Linked DNA regions of Gossypium hirsutum: region 1 is linked to region 2. Evidence: chromatin contacts called from public Hi-C data. All regions are on one chromosome and are shown on one strand. Each heading gives the region's core, a stretch centred on a gene start, on an enhancer-like site or on the middle of the called end of the contact. The rest is flanking DNA. Distances are from core to core; before and after follow the strand shown. Region 1 holds the start of LOC107918261 (E3 ubiquitin-protein ligase AIRP2). Region 2 holds the start of LOC107920694 (ras-related protein RABD2a).

Region 1 (4,735 bases), core at 1,701-4,200, 280 kb before region 2:
ATTATTTTTCTATTATTTTTATAGCTTTGGTTCATCAAACTAAACTGGAAGAATAGCTCGAAATAAGAACTATAGTTTTTAAGTGTAACAAAACATACAAATTGAGAAAAGATACCATAGAACTCTCTTATGCTTGCTTTCCTTTCATGTGTAGACATGGTGGTAGTACCGTCAACATAAACCTGCATGATATGATAACGATGAAGAAACAACTAATTTTCACTATTAAATCAAGAGATAAACATGAAGCAACAAAATATAACCTTGTAAATTAAGATTCTTAACAGCCCGAGTGCACTTGGAAGGTGATAGTCAGTCCACTGCACCAAGAATAGAAAGAGGTGTGTAGCCGGACTGTATGACATTCTCATTTGAAGGCATTCACCGTCATATTCCCTCGAAAAATCAGAAGCCCTGCACCTTGCATTACATGATGGCCATTTACACAGGATGAGAAGAACATAATTAACGTGAAGTTAGATGGATAAAAAAAAAAGATAAAAAATCTATAAAGATAACAAAAATTATCCTCACAAACATGCAATCTCTGAAAAGAAACATTGCACTGTTTTGTTACTCTATTTTAACATTACCAAAATAAAAGATTATATAAAAAAATGGCACTCATAATTAAGAAATATAGTGTCCAATTGGGGAAAATAAGTGCCAGATAAAGAAATTGAACTCAATCTATCATTTAACTAGAAATATTAAATGCATTACTCACTTAAAATAAGCTGGAAGATATAACTTCATCAAAAAGGTACTATATCAAAAAGGTATTATTTTCATCAAAATCACGTTTCTATTATTTTTCTATTATTTCTATTATTAAATCCCATTTCGTTCATATATTAGGAGAAAGAGAGATCCGGATCCAATTAACAAGCAAAAAACTGTAGCCAAAGTAACAGCTAAAAGAGCAAAACCAAGACATGAAATTTCCTCACATTTTAGAACAGATCTAAGAAAATTAAGCAACACCCAGATCATAAAATGGCTTGAATCAATCAAAAAACACTAAATTTCCCCCCAAAACACACGCATACACAGAATCATCGATCACATTTGATCTTCCATCAAATCACACTGAAAAAAAAAACAAAAGAAAAATGAGAAGACTTTTTGACTTACAAGACGAAAGAAGAGAGAGCTCAATCAAAATCTAGATGGAGAAAGATAAACGACAAAATCTTAGAGCAAGATTTTAGGGGAGAAGCTATGATAATTTTATTAAAAACAGTATATATATAAACAAAAAAAAAGAGTTCAAATGAACAGTTTGAATCAACAGAAAAGAAAAGCTATGATAATTTTGAAGACTTTCATGCCTAGATAAATTAAGTTGAAAAAATATAATTTCAAGGCAAATTATTTCAAAGATTACTACAAAGCATATCCTGTAACAACAAATTTAAAATCTAATTCATTCACATATATGTGCTCCAGTCACTAGTTCAATACTTGCGTCTTTTTTAACTATTCCTAAGTGATTACCTCTTCGCAAGTTCATAGTGACGGGATCGTCTTGCAATGAGCAAAAGTTTGAAACTCCTTCCAGATATAGAAAAGGATGCCTACATTCACAGACCCTAATATCAAACTATAAAGCTTAGAAAGAAATTATAACCATCCATCCATTGAGCACAGCAAAAATGAATAAAAAAAATTAGCCAAGTATCCATCCTTAACCTGCTTAAAGAAGCCATACACTAAGGCAACTGTCCATAGAGTATTCTTGAGGTGATTGCGGATTCCTCAGGTCAGGAACTCATTCCAAACAAACATGGTCTCATAAAGAACCTCACCTGGTTCATTATTATACAAGTTCTTTTGAAGACTACACATAACATTGTATGAATAGCTGAAAAAGAAGTCCTTTGTAAGATCCACTGAGCTTAGGAGCTTCTTGTACCTAAACAAAAATGAAACAGCAAATATCAAATTACAAACCATATGTGTAAAATGTATAGCAGAATAAAAGCACCTGGGTTAAAAACAAACACAAACGAGACTACCTGGGTTAAAAACAAACACAAACGAGACTCTATCACATACAGACAATTTTCTACTTTTCACACAACAGAACATAATAGAATAGAACATCTTTCTGCAAAACAATGACTCTCTAGCAGTAGACGTAGTTCTTTAACAGAATAGAAGAAGACCTGTTCTCTTTCTTAAAGTCCGCAATGCTTGGGTTAACAGATGAATTTGGGAGGGGAATCATCTCACTTTTCGAAACTGCATATACATTGTGTCTGAAAAGTATTACAAATTTAATAAACCCTAAAACATTACCCAAGAAAAAGTATTCGATAAGAATTTACATAACATTAACAGTCCCTAAAGTCATATTACAAATTTGCAAACAAACATGATTTATGGCAATACGCTTATTTACACAACAAAAAAAAAGAAGAAGAAAAAAGATTTTTTTTAAGCAAAGACAGAAAAAGAAACTGAAACAGAGATTCTTCACCTTCTTCAACCTTTTTTTTATCTCTTTATTTCAGCGAACAGCCTTACTCCCCCTCTTCGTTTCCTTTATCTTTCAACTCCTCTTCCTCCGATTTCTTCTCATCTAAGGTTTCTGTCACCATAGAAATCACCAGTAAAATTAAAAGGAAACTCTATTGAAAGCCTAAAATTAAAAGAAACCCTAACAGATCGAAAGAAAAGGAGTAGCTATGGTGACTGAATTCAGTGCAGTGAAATGAAAAGGAAAAAGAAGTGTGATTGGTGTAGGTGTATTGACTGGTGTTGCTGGAAATGAGAAATTTGGGGGATTTCAGCTGAAGAAAAACAAACTTTTCTTTGGGGATTTAGGGCGCACGACTGAGATGAGAAGAAGAGTAATGAGCGGGTAACCAAAAATCAATTTTTGGGAGTGAGAACGCCGCTATTGTTTATCTATTGCAGCGTTTTTTCCAAAAACGCTATAAAAAATTATTTTATTTTAAATAGAACGACGTCGTTTTGCTCTACTAAAAATATTTTATTTTGTTTACTAAAATTTTTTAGTTAAGTGATTTTGTAAAATATTTTTTATTACTATTTTTTATAAATTGAATTTTTATAAAATAATTAAGTACTCTCAAAATAAATATTGAAATGTTTAAATGATTAAATGGCTACAATTAATTATTAAGTTAGAATTATCCAATGTTAATCACGATTTCTATTAAATATTGAAATGTTAATCACGATTTTATATTATTCTTTTCCGATTTAATCTCCATTTTATTTAGAGATATTTATTCTTAACTAAAATATAACTATTATGCATATTTTAATAAGAAAACAAATGATTAAATGGCTACAATTAATTATTATGTTAGAATTATCCAATGTTAATCACGATTTCTATTAAATATTGAAATGTTCATCATGATTTTATATTATTCTTTTCCTATTTAATCTCCATTTTATTAGAGATATTTATTCCTAACTAAAATATGACTATTATGCTAGATGTTCGATGTGGAATGATTTTAGTTTTTGTATTTCATTTTTATTTGTTATAATTTGGTCCTATCCAAAATAGATAGTTACATCTACATATCAATCTGTTACTTTTTTTATTTATTTATCAATGTTTTTTGTTAAATCTAATATTTAAATATATCAAATGGTTTAGATTAAATATTTTTAAATATAAAAGCATTAATTAATTGTATAATTTTTTATCATTTAACAAATCTCAAGTAAACCTTAAGTCCTAAACCAGCTAATATATATAAAGTTTTTCTATTAAGCTCTTAAATAATTTAAACTATAATCATAATTTTAATATATTAAAATTAATATTATCTCTTTTACAATTATATAAGAAATTATTTAATATATAAATTAAAAACACTAATTAATGTAAACCCTAAACCCCTAACCTCTATCCGCTAAATCCTAAATCATAAAACATAAATCGTAAACCCTTAACCCCTAACCCTTAAACCCCAACCTTTATAACTGTCCTCCATAAGTTTTGTGACCGCATTTAGTATAGTTCATTAATCTTAAAGATATTTCTAAAGATTCAAACTCCTAGTTGTAACAGTACTACTCCTAGTTTCTTCAACTCCAGAAGATTCAAACTCCTCATCCACATCAACAGATGCCGCAATGCAATTGATTTTTACTTTTGGAACCTTGAATCAATCAACAACTTTAGGATTTCCTTGCTTTTCCCTAGCACCAATGTCCAAACCTAACAATTTTAAAAAAATTCAATCAATAAATAGAAGGCGAATTGGAGGCAGAAATACCTAAAAGAAACATTCAACTGCAAGCTGTAATGGTATCCATAGGAAGAAGAAAATAGTAAGGTGTTACAGAAACACTAGAATCCAAACCACTAACAAAAATCTGCAAAAACCTTAAAATAGTAACCCCTTTACCTTAAACTCTAATCCATATACCCTAAACCAAAAACCTTAAACTATATTGATAAATTTCTTTTAAAATTATATAAAAATTTATTTAATATGTAAATTAAAAAACACTCAGTAATGCACCCAAAAAACTTTAAATAAAACCCAAAAAACTATTTAATATGATAAATCAGAGCATTAGCGGCGCTTCTTAAAAAACGCCGCTAAATCCCTGAGCATTAGCGGCGCTTCTTAAAAAATGCCGCTAAAGCCCTGAACATTAGCGGCGCTTCTTAAAAAACGCCGCTAAAGCCCTGAGCATTAGCGGCGCTTCTTTAAAAACGCCGCTAAAGCCCTGAGTATTA
Region 2 (4,458 bases), core at 1,838-4,337:
CCTGGCCACACGGGCGTATGTCCCTTGTACCTTCGAAAATTTTACATGTTTACTGAAAAATTTCTTGAGTACTCGGTTTAGTCCCGAACCATTTTTAATGTTTATTTTGGGCCTCGGGGGCTCGTATTAGGGACTATATGAATGAATTTGAATGGTTTTTGATTTAAATTTGAATTGTACATGAGTTGTTTGTTTAATTAAGTTATAAGTCCGGTAATGCTCTGTAACCCTGTTCCAGCGTCGAATTCGGGTTAGGGGTGTTACACTCAACATCCACTTTGTCACTTGAGTATCAGCAACTTCATGAAATCTACTTTAACTCGAGAAAATACTAAACATAACAAAGCCGACAACCACATCTTAAATTATAGCATCTTGAACAAATAGGTTGAATTAGTAGAAGCACACCAAATAATCATTCAATGAATCTTTCAGCGTGAGAAAACTAAAGGAAGATGCAAAATTTAATTTCCCTACCCCCTATTTTTCTTATGGTAAAAAAGGCAATAGACTAATGATGAAAAATATAAACACGTTAATTGCAATAATTACATTCACATTCTAAGAAAATGAAATACAGGAGAAACCATTTTCTTTAAGTCAATAAGGACTATGCATTATGCATATAGCAATTCAGAGAACTAAAACACTAGGTTGTCACCTTTTTCTTCTTGCTTCTTCTTATTTTCTCTGGGAACAAAGTTTCCATCATTTTTGGTGATACAAGTTGACTTTGTCTTTACATATTGTATCTGCTGCACCAAATTAATCATACAGTCAATCAAACCCAAGAACCATTACAACTAAAACTACATATAAATTAAGCCCGAAAAAGAAATTGATTGCAATCAAAAGTCATGCCTAGAATAAAGTAAGTTTGGTTCAAGCAGCCACTGCAGAATAAAGCAAGTTTGGTTCAAGCTGCAAATGGTGTTAGTAATTAGTAGCAAAAGTCTTCCATGGTTGCAGAAGGAACAATAGCCCTAATTTATATAGAAAAAATAAAATGGTCCCTAAAATTTCAATAAAATGGGTTTTCAATAAATAATAGAATAACTCCTACAACATTAGTACAAAACATATTTCAATCAGTGGGTATATAGTAACAGTGAAATCACAAAGCAAATGCAACACAAACATCATTAAAAATCAAAATTAAACTTCAAATGCTAAATCCATACTATAACTAAAAACTATACCCAATATAGAACAAATAAGCAAATTAAACTTACAATTCTAACAAGATTGAGTGCCTTTTGTCCAGAGTTAGCTAAATCTCTTTTCTTCCACAAGTGATGCTCTTTCTTTCCAACCATTTTCACTGGTTTCCTGCACCCTCAAAAATTTAGTAACTTTGGGCTTCTAATTCAAGATTTTGATAAATTGAATTCAATCTTTTAAATGAGACCCACTTCAACTCTGGAAATGCCCAGTGGTTGTTCACCTAGCTTTTGTGAACATTTAACATAAGGAGTTTTGCAAATTGAAAACCCATGACCTAATGAAAAAAATTCAACCTTTTTCATTTATAAATGTTCAGTAAAATAAGATGGCAACCTGGAAAAGGAAAATGAAACTTGAAAGTTTCAATTTATCAGCCTTGTTTTTGGACCATGTAGATAATGGATAACTTCTTGAATGAATACGACTATAAGCCATTGATTTACTTCTCTATTCAAGAGAAAGAAAAAAAATTTACCATCAAAACAAGTATGGCCTTACTGAGCACCAGGCGATTCTAGTAATGGGTTGGAATCGCTTAGGAGTGGTAAACGAAGTGTAGGTCTTTGGCCTTCAAGTTGATTTGCTTCCTTTCAGGTTGATTTGAGCAAAAGATTGTTGATGGCTAAAGAAAAAAAAAGTGAAATCGTTTAGAAATTTTAGTGTGAGGGTGTTTTCGGAAGGGAAAAGAAGGTCATTCGATGGAGAGGCTAGAATAGCCAATTCGACACCTCCTCCCCTAAATGGCTATTCAACGATTTTCGGAATGAAGTTGTAATCACCATTCGGCGTTTTAAGCATTCCAATGAATCGAACCTCTACTTTACTATAGAAATTAGAACCGTCCTGTAATAGCTTTGCCATTACATTGAACCAAACTAAGCGTTAGCATTATCCTTGCATTGACACTTAGAGAGGCATATGCCAATGGCCAACATTATTCAATCTTTGCCAAATTTGTACCCTCAATATCAGTGACCATTACAACTGAGTTTTTATAATAAATGATTAATAATAACAAATAATTGAAAAGAACAATAAGGAAATTAAACCTTGATAATGCGTTAGTATTTTTGGTGGCATATATCATCATAATGGAAGGTAAGAATTTTGTGCCAATTATGGGTAGGTTTAGATGGGTGGTGGGGTATGGTGCAATGCATTTAGCTTATTTTTTGTCACACATTACAGTATCACTACAGTATCTAATATCACCACCACCAATGTTTTTACATTAACCATAGTTCAATGCACCGCCCATCCAAACTCACCCTAAGCATTGTAAATTGGTGAAAGATGACATTAAAATGGGTTTTCAATCAATTTTTTAAAGACTAAAAATGGGAAAAAAAGTATAAAAGTGAGCCTACAATCAAGAGATTACTAAATCCTAAATCGATAAGTTTACTCCATACATCTGAACCTATGTTTCTCGAAATCATTGAATTTTCAATAAATTGTTTTTTTACTGAGAATTATTCTTGGGGTTTTCAATCAATTGCAAGGACTTTTCAAAGAATAATTTTGTGCAATTGGGAAGTTTGGATTATAAGGTTTAGGGTTTAGGGGTATTGAGTGAAATCACTTCTTAGATTCTTTAATTTTGTGTGTTATGTGACAATAAATATAATAAAATAATAAAATAATATTTTAGAAAAAATTTAAGAAAAAAGGAAAGAAAAACTAGTCCTTGATGATTTTTTTTTTGGAGAAACAAATTGCAAAGGAAATTTATTTATTTATAATTTTTTACCTTTAAAAAAGAAAAAAATTCAAATCCCCCGTTGCATTTTTCTTAAACAGTAATAAAGTGAGCCACAAAGCCCAGCCCCAAAAACAAACACTGGAGCTTGATCAGACCCATTATTGTTTGTTTTTTGAGTAACCGTCAATGGCCCAGTTCAATCGATGCCAGACCCAGATCCAAAGAGTTCCTTAGAACCAAACGAAGAATTGCCGTTTACTTCAATTTTAAATAGACTCTCTCTGCTTCAGGCTTCTGACTCCCAGCCTCTTGCGTTTGCGTGTCTTCTCATCTCTGCTTTTTCCCCCTTTTTATCTTTCTTCTTCTTTTTCTTCTTCTTCTTCTTCTTCTTCTTACTCCAGCCGACTTTTTCCGGCAAAACGGTGTCAGATCTTTGTGATCTATAGCCGGAAGTTTCATTTCGAGTTCGACGATCTCATCCTTCGATCTTTCCACTTTCTTCAGCCTACCATGAATCCCGAATAGTAAGTTCTCTCTTTATTTTTATTTTAGTAGTATTTTTAACTCTTTTTTTTGCGCTGTTTTCTTATTTCGTGACGTTATTTTTCTTCTTGGTGGTGCGATGACGCTCGAAATTTTTGTAAGAAACTATAATTCTCGGTGTTGAAAGTCGCTAGGTTTTGCTCTTAGATCTGTTGATGGAATTGGGATTTTCTTTTCTCGTCTGTATTTGTTTCTAAAGTTATCTTATTTCCAACTGGGATTTCTCTCTGGGATTTAGTGAAAAAAAAAGGAGGAAAAGATGCGAGCTTTGATGCGTTCTTCAATTATTCACGCCCTTCCTTTGTAGTATCTATATGGTATAAAAAAAATTAAATGGATTTTGGTTTGAAATGGATTTTAAATAGTATTAAGATATACTGTAAGTTCTGATGTCTTTGCCAAATCGATTATTTGTGATGAAGAAGCAAATCTAACTCGAAAAAGTGTCCATTGATTTACCTTTTCAAGGGTGATGTAGGAAACATGTGCTCACTTGCTCTAACTTGAATGGAATTGAAATGAATTTTATATTGATGCACCAACAAAATTAAGAATTCAACTGTCGATGACGTGGAATTGTTTGGGTTGATCTTTGGGAAATAATTTGGTGTTTGAGTTTTTATTGCTGACAATATCAACTTTAGTTTTGGTTTCTGAAATAGTCTCTTTGTGTTGTGTGTTTTGCCTCGTTTATGGAAATCAACTCTTTGTTATGCGTGGTATAATTGGAGATATCATGTTCTTACATCATTGAGAAGTATGTTAACATTATCTGTCGTTGCACACTTTTGCAGTGACTATCTTTTCAAGCTACTTCTTATTGGAGATTCCGGTGTTGGAAAATCTTGCCTTCTTTTGAGATTTGCTGTAAGTTTCTTGACTTAAATTGGCATTTGAGATTAAATCTCTTAACTTTTTAGAGTTTTGTTGCACATTCAAGATATTTGTATGAGCACCTTTATTTTTATATTCACTTTTGATGTTATGGA

The links. Hi-C and Micro-C count contacts between places; a contact is called where the count stands out from the background.
Region 1: a contact with region 2 is called in a Hi-C map of leaf, with 1.8 times the contacts expected there. The contact joins the promoter of LOC107918261 here to the promoter of LOC107920694 in region 2. A contact is called at or near these places in 3 of 34 Hi-C or Micro-C datasets (leaf and petal).

The regions. Positions count from the first base shown.
Region 1 is chrD08:8,110,927-8,115,661 of Gossypium_hirsutum_v2.1, reverse strand. LOC107918261 (E3 ubiquitin-protein ligase AIRP2) reads right to left here and starts at 2,950. Exons shown (of 7, transcript XR_005917462.1): 1 at 2,812-2,950; 2 at 2,493-2,593; 3 at 1,693-1,915; 4 at 1,498-1,577; 5 at 264-414; 6 at 116-182.
Region 2 is chrD08:7,831,532-7,835,989 of Gossypium_hirsutum_v2.1, reverse strand. LOC107920694 (ras-related protein RABD2a) reads left to right here and starts at 3,087. Exons shown (of 8, transcript XM_016850516.2): 1 at 3,087-3,450; 2 at 4,264-4,336. The coding sequence starts at 3,437.